Linked DNA regions of Mus musculus: region 2 is linked to region 1. The links are chromatin contacts, called in public Hi-C maps. All regions are on one chromosome and are shown on one strand. Each heading gives the region's core, a stretch centred on a gene start, on an enhancer-like site or on the middle of the called end of the contact. The rest is flanking DNA. Distances are from core to core; before and after follow the strand shown. Region 1 overlaps Plcb1 (phospholipase C, beta 1). Region 2 overlaps Plcb1 (phospholipase C, beta 1).

What was found. A called contact is a pair of places that touch in the nucleus more often than the background predicts.
Region 2: a contact with region 1 is called in a Hi-C map of the G1E-ER4 cell line, with 2.0 times the contacts expected there. The contact joins two enhancer-like sites. A contact is called at or near these places in 1 of 15 datasets of contacts at CTCF or cohesin (the G1E-ER4 cell line), 6 of 484 Hi-C or Micro-C datasets (the G1E-ER4 cell line, liver and trophoblast stem cells) and 1 of 115 datasets of contacts at active chromatin or transcription factors (a beta-TC-6 cell line).

The regions. Positions count from the first base shown.
Region 1 is chr2:134,842,024-134,846,471 of GRCm38.p6, forward strand. All of the region lies in intron 2 of Plcb1 (phospholipase C, beta 1), which reads left to right. Among named protein-coding and RNA genes, the nearest start is that of Plcb1, 58 kb to the left of the region's middle. Within about 2 kb of position 2,583, at least 16 of the 459 cell types and tissues checked have an H3K27ac peak or open chromatin away from gene starts, as enhancers often do. A contact at or near this core is called in the G1E-ER4 cell line, where this site is marked.
Region 2 is chr2:134,988,908-134,993,364 of GRCm38.p6, forward strand. The region is part of intron 3 of Plcb1 (phospholipase C, beta 1); the gene reads left to right. Among named protein-coding and RNA genes, the nearest start is that of Gm39941, 74 kb to the left of the region's middle. Within about 2 kb of position 1,259, at least 1 of the 459 cell types and tissues checked has an H3K27ac peak or open chromatin away from gene starts, as enhancers often do. A contact at or near this core is called in the G1E-ER4 cell line, where this site is marked.

The DNA of each region.
Region 1 (4,448 bases), core at 1,333-3,832:
TAGTGAAGAGGGCACAAAAAATAGCTCATACCATGAATCCTTACTCCACAAGTTGGCCTGATTTTTAAGGTACCTTTTAACTTTACAGTATTTTCCTGTTGCTTGCTTTAGCTCCAGCTTTCTACTATGGAGTATGTCTAGAGAGATATTTTTGACTCCTGATTGATTTGATTTAAAAGTTTACTTCATTCACAAATTACTGAAAATGGGTGATTACTTGAATGAGTAAATGAAGTAAATATCTAAATGATAAGAAATTTTATGGTTCTTTTAGTCACATATACTACACATGAGTTTGGTGTCATTTTCTTAGCTCTTTGCCATATTCTTTTTGCTATTTGAATTTCTTCTTCTTCTTCTTCTTCTTCTTCTTCTTCTTCTTCTTCTTCTTCTTCTTCTTCTTCTTCTTCTTCTTCTTTAAAGAGGTCAGCTATTTAATATCTTTGTTTTACATTGACTGTGATATAAACTTCATGTATAACATTTTCTTTGTGCCAGAGTTATACACATTTTGCCTATCTGTGATTTTGCTATCAATCACAATGCTGAAAAGATCTGATGATTGAGAGTCAGTGGGGAATGTCATCAGTTTCTCTGTGTACCTCTGATTGTCCAAAGCCTCTGAGAAGTGGAAGCTCTGATGGGATTAAATATGCAAAGATTTTATTATTGGAAATACTTGTGTGATGAAGAAAATAATTATGAAATAGGCAGAAGGAGACTGGGAGGTCTCTCAATTTGAGATATAATTTTGAGGGAGAACTGATAGGTTGATTAGAGAAATCTGAAGCTTTTGTTTTGTTTTAAGTGAAATCAGCTGTCAGAGTATCTTATCTCCTAGGCAGAGACCAGTATGTACTTTTCTGCTGGGATCTATCACTGACTCTGAGCACCATTGTAAGTCTTGACCTCAGCATGAATGTGATGGTATTCTGACCTCAATAGCCTGAGCTTTTGGTGAGACTCGTTCTCTGCATAGCCCTGTAATAATGCTCCCTTGCGAAGTGGATGGCAAAGTGGATGCTGGACCTTGTCACTTTGTATTGGTTCTCACATGACTTCACCCACCCCTGTGATATGCAGTCACTCACTTTTAGTATGCAGTTCTGATCTCTTATCTACCATGCTAGCCTTATCTTCCTGTTACTTGTGAAGCCCTTTGCTTTGTAACCTTATAGAGCTTCCGACTCTGTACCTCACCATGAGCATATCATTCTTCTCCCAGCCCTGATCCTACAATTTATCTTCGTCTTAGCTCCTCATGTCATCTTCCTTGACATCCCCATATTAAACCTCTGGAATTGTCTTCTTCCTCTCGGGATACCTCAACAGGTACCATATCCTTTGGGTATATCTGTAATTCTGCCCTCTTTCTATTTCATCAGTGACCATTCTAATTAGGTTCACAGTTTTCTCTTTAATCACATATTTTATAGTGGCACAAGACGTTCTCAGTCCACTCTTTTGGTGATGGAAGTGGCTGGCCAGACACCGTTTACTTCATAGAGTTCTTATGATTGATTTTTCTCCATAGTCCTTGGCTTTGATGCCTGTTAAAATAAATACCAGTGTCTGCAATAGAGAATGAGTGTGGTGGTGGCAGTATTCCCACTTCTGGCTTTCACATAGCTACTATGAATGAGAGTTTGAATATATAATTCAAGTTTCAGACTCCAGCAGTGCCTACTGTATGTATAGTGGTAGAGAAAGAGTTAAAGTAAATAGCTAAACTATAAACAAATATGGCTACTGTCTAGTGTGTGCTGGGTTGATGATGGTGGTGGTTTTCTTATGCCTTATAGGCACATTGGAATGAAACATGATAAAAAATTTCATAAAGAAGAAATGATTATTGAACCAAGTAGTTTAAGATTCAACAATGATCAGATTGATTAATTTTTTATTAATTTTTTGCTTAATGAGTAAATTATATCTCCTCTTGTAGGGGAAATAAGTCCTTTGAAATGAGGGGCATGCTGGTTTAGTATTTTAGTAATGATTTTACTATAAAGGTATGGGTGAACATCATGTTTATGTGAATCTGTACTGAAATTCATACATTTTATTAAAATATGTACTATGTTTATTTTATTCCTATTAGGAGATATTCCATTTGCACATGTAAAAAACGGACATTTTGGAAGCAGAGATGCTGCACAAGGGAAATGAATCCCTTTCTACTTTGCAACAAAGGTTCTGGCAGGCACAGTCTGATGTTCTCATAGGAAGCCCAGTGACCTTGTGGATGAATGGATTTTTCAATCACATTGTAAAGTTTGCCATAATTTGTCATCCATATAGTCTTAAGAAGCAGGGTTATGACAATATATTGATTCTCCATCCCCCACATCTTATATTACTTCCAGTAAGATTTATCTAAGAGCTAGATCTCTTTCAGCTTGGGAGAACTTGAGTGCCGACAACTTCCCTCTTCCTTGCTATTTGTCACATGCAGAGCCACTGAGGAACTCAAGCACTTTGGGGATGCTTTGCTCAGAAAACAAGTTGCATAAGTATCCAGGAGAAGAATAGTAGGAAGGGTAGTTTTAACAGAATATTTGTTAATGTTCTATTAGGTCACAAGGCTGTGACTTGAGAGCAGCTGGCTTGTTGCTAGGGTATCCCGAATTGGTAGTGAACAAGCACTCTGCTTGTTCCCTTTTCTCACCGACAGACACATTAAGACACAGAAACAAAGACCTATAGATTCTGTATACACTTCTAGAGTCAGAGTTCTTCAGATCAGATGGCAGGTGACTCCATTTCCCTGTGTTTTTGAAGCAGCAGACCCCTCCCCCCTTTTTTACTAGTTGTACATATCCCCATGCCTTTTCCGGGAAGCCTTGTTAATTATTAATCAGGTCAGTGTATGAACCTCATGAAATTCTCAGATAAGGACTTTCTTGATATCTCTTTTTACACTCACTGTTAAAAGTATACAGATTAGTGTTATTTTTGCTTGATTATGTGAAACTGTTCAGTTCTACACTTGAGAAAAATCCTAACTGTTCCCAAATACCAATACTCCTGTTTTGAAACTTGAAATTCTTTCCCCTTGCCATCAGAGATAAGTTATGCGTTGTGGTTAGTGAGCTTGATGCCCACATGTAATCTTGTGTTTATGATGGCAGAATGAGGTGGGGAGTCAGTTTTTTTTTTTTTTTTTGAATCCTGGTTCTTCAGGTCGGTTGGCTACTGAGTTTAGAGGCTGAGGCATCTACAGGCAACCTGTAGGTGCATAATGGTTCTGATTGCGTTTTATTCATAACACCCAGATTATTTACCAGCTTAAAGCTGGCTATTTAAGGGTGAGCATTAACTCTTTAGCAGCACTGGGAGCTCTTTAATAAGTAACTAAAGACCTGGAGGTGATCTCTATTTTTCTAAATGCACTGGCTTTTATTACAGGTGCAGTTCACTGAAGGTCACTCGGTGGTTTCAAATATTTAATGTCCTTTTCTAAGAGAGTGGCCCCAGGCCAGTGAGGAAGCTGGATAGAATGTTATTTGTCAGTGCCCTGTGCCTAGCACACTAAGCCAGGTCGTAGTAGTTGTGTTCTGGCAAGGAAAGCAAATTGACAGATGTGACTGGAGATAGTAGGAGGGCCTTGGATGAAACACATTAATGAGGTAAGAGTATATGCATCAGGGCTTCCAGCTGAATATATTTGTGGCTTTTGGGGAGTAATGTTTTATTTTGATGTAATTTCAAACTTAAAAGAAAATTAATAAGACCAAAACAAGGAACTGTACACTGCTGTATGGGGGGAGTTGAAATGACTAAAGACAACATTAAGGGCACATGACCAGTAACATCACCTCCTGGGAAGATTGAGGGCTACGAAAAGAGCTGTCTGTCATCCAGGGCTCCTAAGTGTTTTGACATAAAGGCTTCCATGAGGAAAAATGCAGCATTGCCTGTCTCCTTAGATCAGAGACAGAGGTTAGGTGTGCATCCCTCCTAATCTACCTGTGGAGATAGTAGAGTAGTGCACTTCTGTCAGCTACACGGAGCAAAAGGCACATGAATGACAGCAAAAGGCACCTGAATGAGGATTCAGCAGGTAGGGATAGGTAGAAATGACTCAGATGTAGAAGAGGCAGAGAGAATGTTCAGAGAAACTGTAGAAGAGAAAGGGCATATGTTCAGGGCAGAAGGCAGCTCAACAATATAATGGGAGTCAGATGGTGAAGGTATGTGTAAAAGACTGTGAGCTTGTTGCAAGATCTTATGAAAATGGGGCTTGTTTACAGGAAATGGTCTAATATCCACATAGAACCAGCTGACCTTAATGGAAAAATACTTTCTACTGACTATCCAGTATATCTCCAGCATTGCTAAGACATTTGCTGTGCATGGTTTTTGATGTTCAAGTCCAGCCCAGGATTTCTGCCTTTGTATGTAATACTTAGGCTATTTTTATATAATTAGTGGCTAAAAGACAACAT
Region 2 (4,457 bases), core at 9-2,508, 150 kb after region 1:
GGTATGCCAAGAGGAAGCCATTGGTTTGGGTTCGCTGCATATTTTCTGAAGAAAATATTCTACTGCTGGATGATGAAAATGCATTTTTGAACTTACCGAGATAGTTGAAAACTCTTTGTTATTGGATTTAATATTTAAGGCATTAGACATTTCATTCCTGGTGAGAAAGTGTATCAGCAAAGCAAGGAGACAGGGGAGTTGCCATTTAGGAGTTTAATTTTCATTTTTATTGTCTGCCCACAACTGTTGTTTTAGCCTCTAGAAGTCAGAACAGTGTCTTTAGCATCCAGAATGATGTGTTGCTCTGGAGGTACAGAGATAACGTCAGCTGGAATAGTTTCCCCTCACAGACATCTTGCAAGCCGTAGGTTGGTGCTGACAGTCTGGCACCAAGCAAATACCAAATGCTGGGGTTAGCTGAATGGGTTAAAATGGCTGACTAGAAAATGTGAGAAAAATAACATCTAGAAAGAAAAAAAATCAAAAATGTTTGCAAGGAGGCTTCTAAATGTGTTTCATATGAAACCAGTTTACCTTTTACCTTCTCTTAGAGGGATTTCCACATCTTGGCCTTTACTTTTCCTATCTTGGAATTAATACATTGTTGATGATGCAGAATTGTTTCCATTTCAGTGTTAGCAAAGACTCTTTTTCTCTTTTTCAAACACCATTTCAGCCAGTTTTCGTGTCGGTCTGTTAGCTTCGAATATCGTATCAGTAACTTAGCAGCAAAACTTGCCTTTTAACCTGGGGATATTGACCTCACCTGACATCAATCCTAAGAACAGTTGCACACCCCACCTCACCAGCCCACACTGGTTTTAATAGACCCCACTGTTCCCCAACTATCAGGAGTCAAAGCCAATCCCATCGCCCAGACTGGCCCTGGCCTCTCACTGTAAGCGAGTTCACGGCTGGCTTATCAGTAAAGACTTGGTTTATGGATGCGGGTTGATGAATGTCTATTGAATGTGGATAAACGGCAGAAGTGGCCTCTGCACTGCGTTCAGCTGATAAACTATGATTAGATCTCAAAGTGCCTCCCTTGGGCAAGGGCTTTAGAAACCCATACGCCTCAGCTTGTCTATTTCCACGAACACTCTGAGAGACAAGGGGTGCTTTCTCTGTGGGCCATTCTCGGTCCTTGCTATTTCCTCAGAGTTTCACTCTGTGTTCTCCTTGCTGAAGCTGGTTCTGGTCTATGTACCTGTGTGACCTTGCAGAGGCTGACTTCCTCCTCATAGGCTTAGTGATGCTTAATAGGGACACTGTGAGGAGGCAAGGAAATGGTTCATTAACAAACCATTTGCACAGGAGACCTCAAATTTAACTTCTCATGAAACACCTGGGAAACATTTTTTTTTCTTTTAAAAAAATGTCCTTGCCTAGTTCTCACCTCCCCACAAAGTCTGGTTTCACACAGATATAATGCCTACAGAAGGTACATTGCTTCAGCGTGTTGAAAATCAAATTTGCAGCAGAGTATGGACATGACTACTTTAATATGCTGATGACACTGCTGCCTGAAAAAAACAATGGCGGCACTGAAGACAGAACCAATGACCTTGTCTATGCCTGGCAAGTGCTCTATCCCCGAGTTATTCTCCAACCCTCCCTCCCATCACTTTTTTAAAAATATTATTTTAAAATTTCAAATCTGATTTTCAGGAAGTTAATTTTCATCTCATTTTCTTAAATTGGAGAAGTTGACATGTCAGGAGTGATCTGGGTAGGCGTTTTGTTAAAGGAGCTTTGTGGATCCACAGGCTGTGTGGGAGAATATGTCAGTGAACGAGTCCTGAATGTGACCAAGATGATCTCTGCTCAACCTGCATAAGTACAAATACAACTTATCTAAAATGTGTGCAATGTTCAAGTCTTATTCTACAGCTCAGTTTATGGCATCAGGGGCCATAACTATTTTTCTCCCTAGCCAGATGAACCTGGCTTAATCTCCATCTTTTCCCACACAGTGACATGCTGGACAGCTCTTGGCTGACATCAGGACAGGAGGGTACAGATGGAGAAGGATTTTCTTTAAAGTCTTCTAGAATGAGGCCAGTAGAATGCCTTGTTGTGTGGCCCAAGGTAGATGGCTGTTTACTGGGTAGAGACCATGAAGAATGCTGGGATTAAGGTGTGCCTTAACTCAGGAGGCAGAGGCAGGTGGATCTCTTGGAATTTGAGGCAAACCTGTTCTACAGAGTGAGTTCCAGTGCAGCCAAAGCCTCATAGTGAGACCCTTTATTTTTAAAAAAAAATGCTGAAATAACGTTTGCAAAGGTTAAAACAGGAAATTCAAAGTAAAAAGTGGAAAAAAATGCAGTTTAAAAAAGTTTTAAAAGCTTGATCACGGTGAGTGGTGGTTTTGATGTATTCTTGGATTCTGTTTGCAAGAGTTTTATTGAATATTTCTGCATTGATATTCATAAGTGAGAATGGCCTGAAGTTCTCTTTTTTAGTTGGGTTCTTGTATGGTTTAGGTATCAGCATAATTGTGGCTTCACAAAACAAGTTAGGTAGTGTTCATTCTACTTCTATTTTATGGGATACTTTGAGGAAAAATGGTATCAGGTCTTCTTTGAAGGTCTGGTAGAATTCTGCACAAAATCTATCTGACCCCGGGCTTTTTTTTTTTTTTTTTTTTTTTTTTTTTTTTTTGGTCAGAGGTTTTTAATCACATCTTCTATTTCCTTGTGTGATATGGGCCTGTTTAGTAATTTACCTGTGCTTGATTTAACTTTGGTATGTGGCATCTATCTAGAAAACCATCCATTTCATCCAGATTTTCCAGTCTTGTTGAGTATGGGCTTTTATAGTAGGATCTGATGATGATTTTACCTAGCCCTCAAGTGACTGGAGGCCCCAGAGAGTTTAGAGATCAAGTGGGGTGGAGGGTGGGGGGTGGGGGCATCCACGTGGAGACAGGGTGGGGTGGGGGGAGGTGTGGGATGTGGAGCAGTTGGAGGGTGGATGGGGGATGGGGAATGGACTATGGAGTGTAAAAAATAAATTAATAATAAAATTAAATTTAAAGGATAAAGTTAAAAAAAAAGTTTAAAAAGTAGAACAATGTTGAAATGTAATAATCCTAGGGACTGGTAGGCTGAGGAGGATGCCAAGGGTGAGCCCAGACTGGACTGCACAGCAAGACAAACCTGTGGTTAAAAAACAAACATACAAATAAACATAAGCAACCAAATAAGAAACAAGCAAACAAACAAAAAATGTAAAAAAAACAAAAGAAAACAAAATAAAAAACAAACAAATAAATAAAACCAAACTAACAAAACAGCAACTAATAAGGGGTCCATTAAAAGCCACAGAGCCAGCATGGGAAAAGCTGCCGACTCAGGAAAACCCCAAAGAACAGGAGAACAGCCCCAGTGTAAGCCTTCCTGTAGAAGCTTCTAGATCAAGAGAAACCCCCCGTGGAGTAGATGTTTATCAAAATATGAAGGCACCCTGCAAATACTTATCTATCTATTTGTAATGCTTTGTTTTCCACAGCATTTTGCTACATCAAAATTCAGCAGTGGGCAGAGAATGAGCTGTTTTCTGTGCCTGCTGTGATTTGAAATGACATTTTTAGGAAACGGAGAAGGCAGTGTGATGCCCCGCTAATGAACTTAAGTGTCGACTTCCAGCATAGTGCATAGGGTGAAAATCTGCTCTTCTGGGTTCAGCCTTTGTTCAAGTCACTGGTTTGGAAATGTCTCACTGGAATGACTTTGGAAGATTTTATAATCTAAATGTAAAAATCAGAAGACATCTTATAGCTTTATCTCTAAAGTGCATTGCTCTTCCTCTCTCTCACTCTTTCCCTCTGCCCCGCTACTATTTACACAGTGCACTTCCTAGCCAGGCACTGCAGCACATATATCTGGTGTATGTAGTTCATGTCCACTCTGTGGGCTGATTTTAAAAGGGAGTTGATGCTCAGACACTGACACTGTGGAATTGATCTAGTAGTAGTTCTTGACCCAGCAGATTAATTTTGTGGCTTGTGTCCAGCATTAATTAAAATAGACTTGACTAGAATTAAAAATTCAGTCTGGTACAGTACAGCTTCTTTCATCAAACTTTGTGTGTGTGTGAGTGTGTGTGTGTGTGTGTGTGTGTGTGTGTGTGTGTACATTCAGTGCCTCTTCTGGAACAAAGTCTATGTCTTTGCTATAAAGCTGCATGAGGAAGATTATAAGATGCAAATGCAGAAAAAGATGACATCATCATGTTCATGATCCTTGGGATTTAGCACATTAGTAAGTGTGCCGAACATTAGATCAAGTAGGGACAAGGGGCTCTTAGTTCTTGCCAGCTGTGCCACCGATGAGCTTAAAAATGGCGTGCCTTCCTTCTGCTGAGCCTCACCTTCCTCATCTGTGCAGTATGGTGGATTTCTGGTTAGAAGAGTTCAGGTTGTGCTAGCCCTTGATTCCAAATTTTGTGAGAGAATT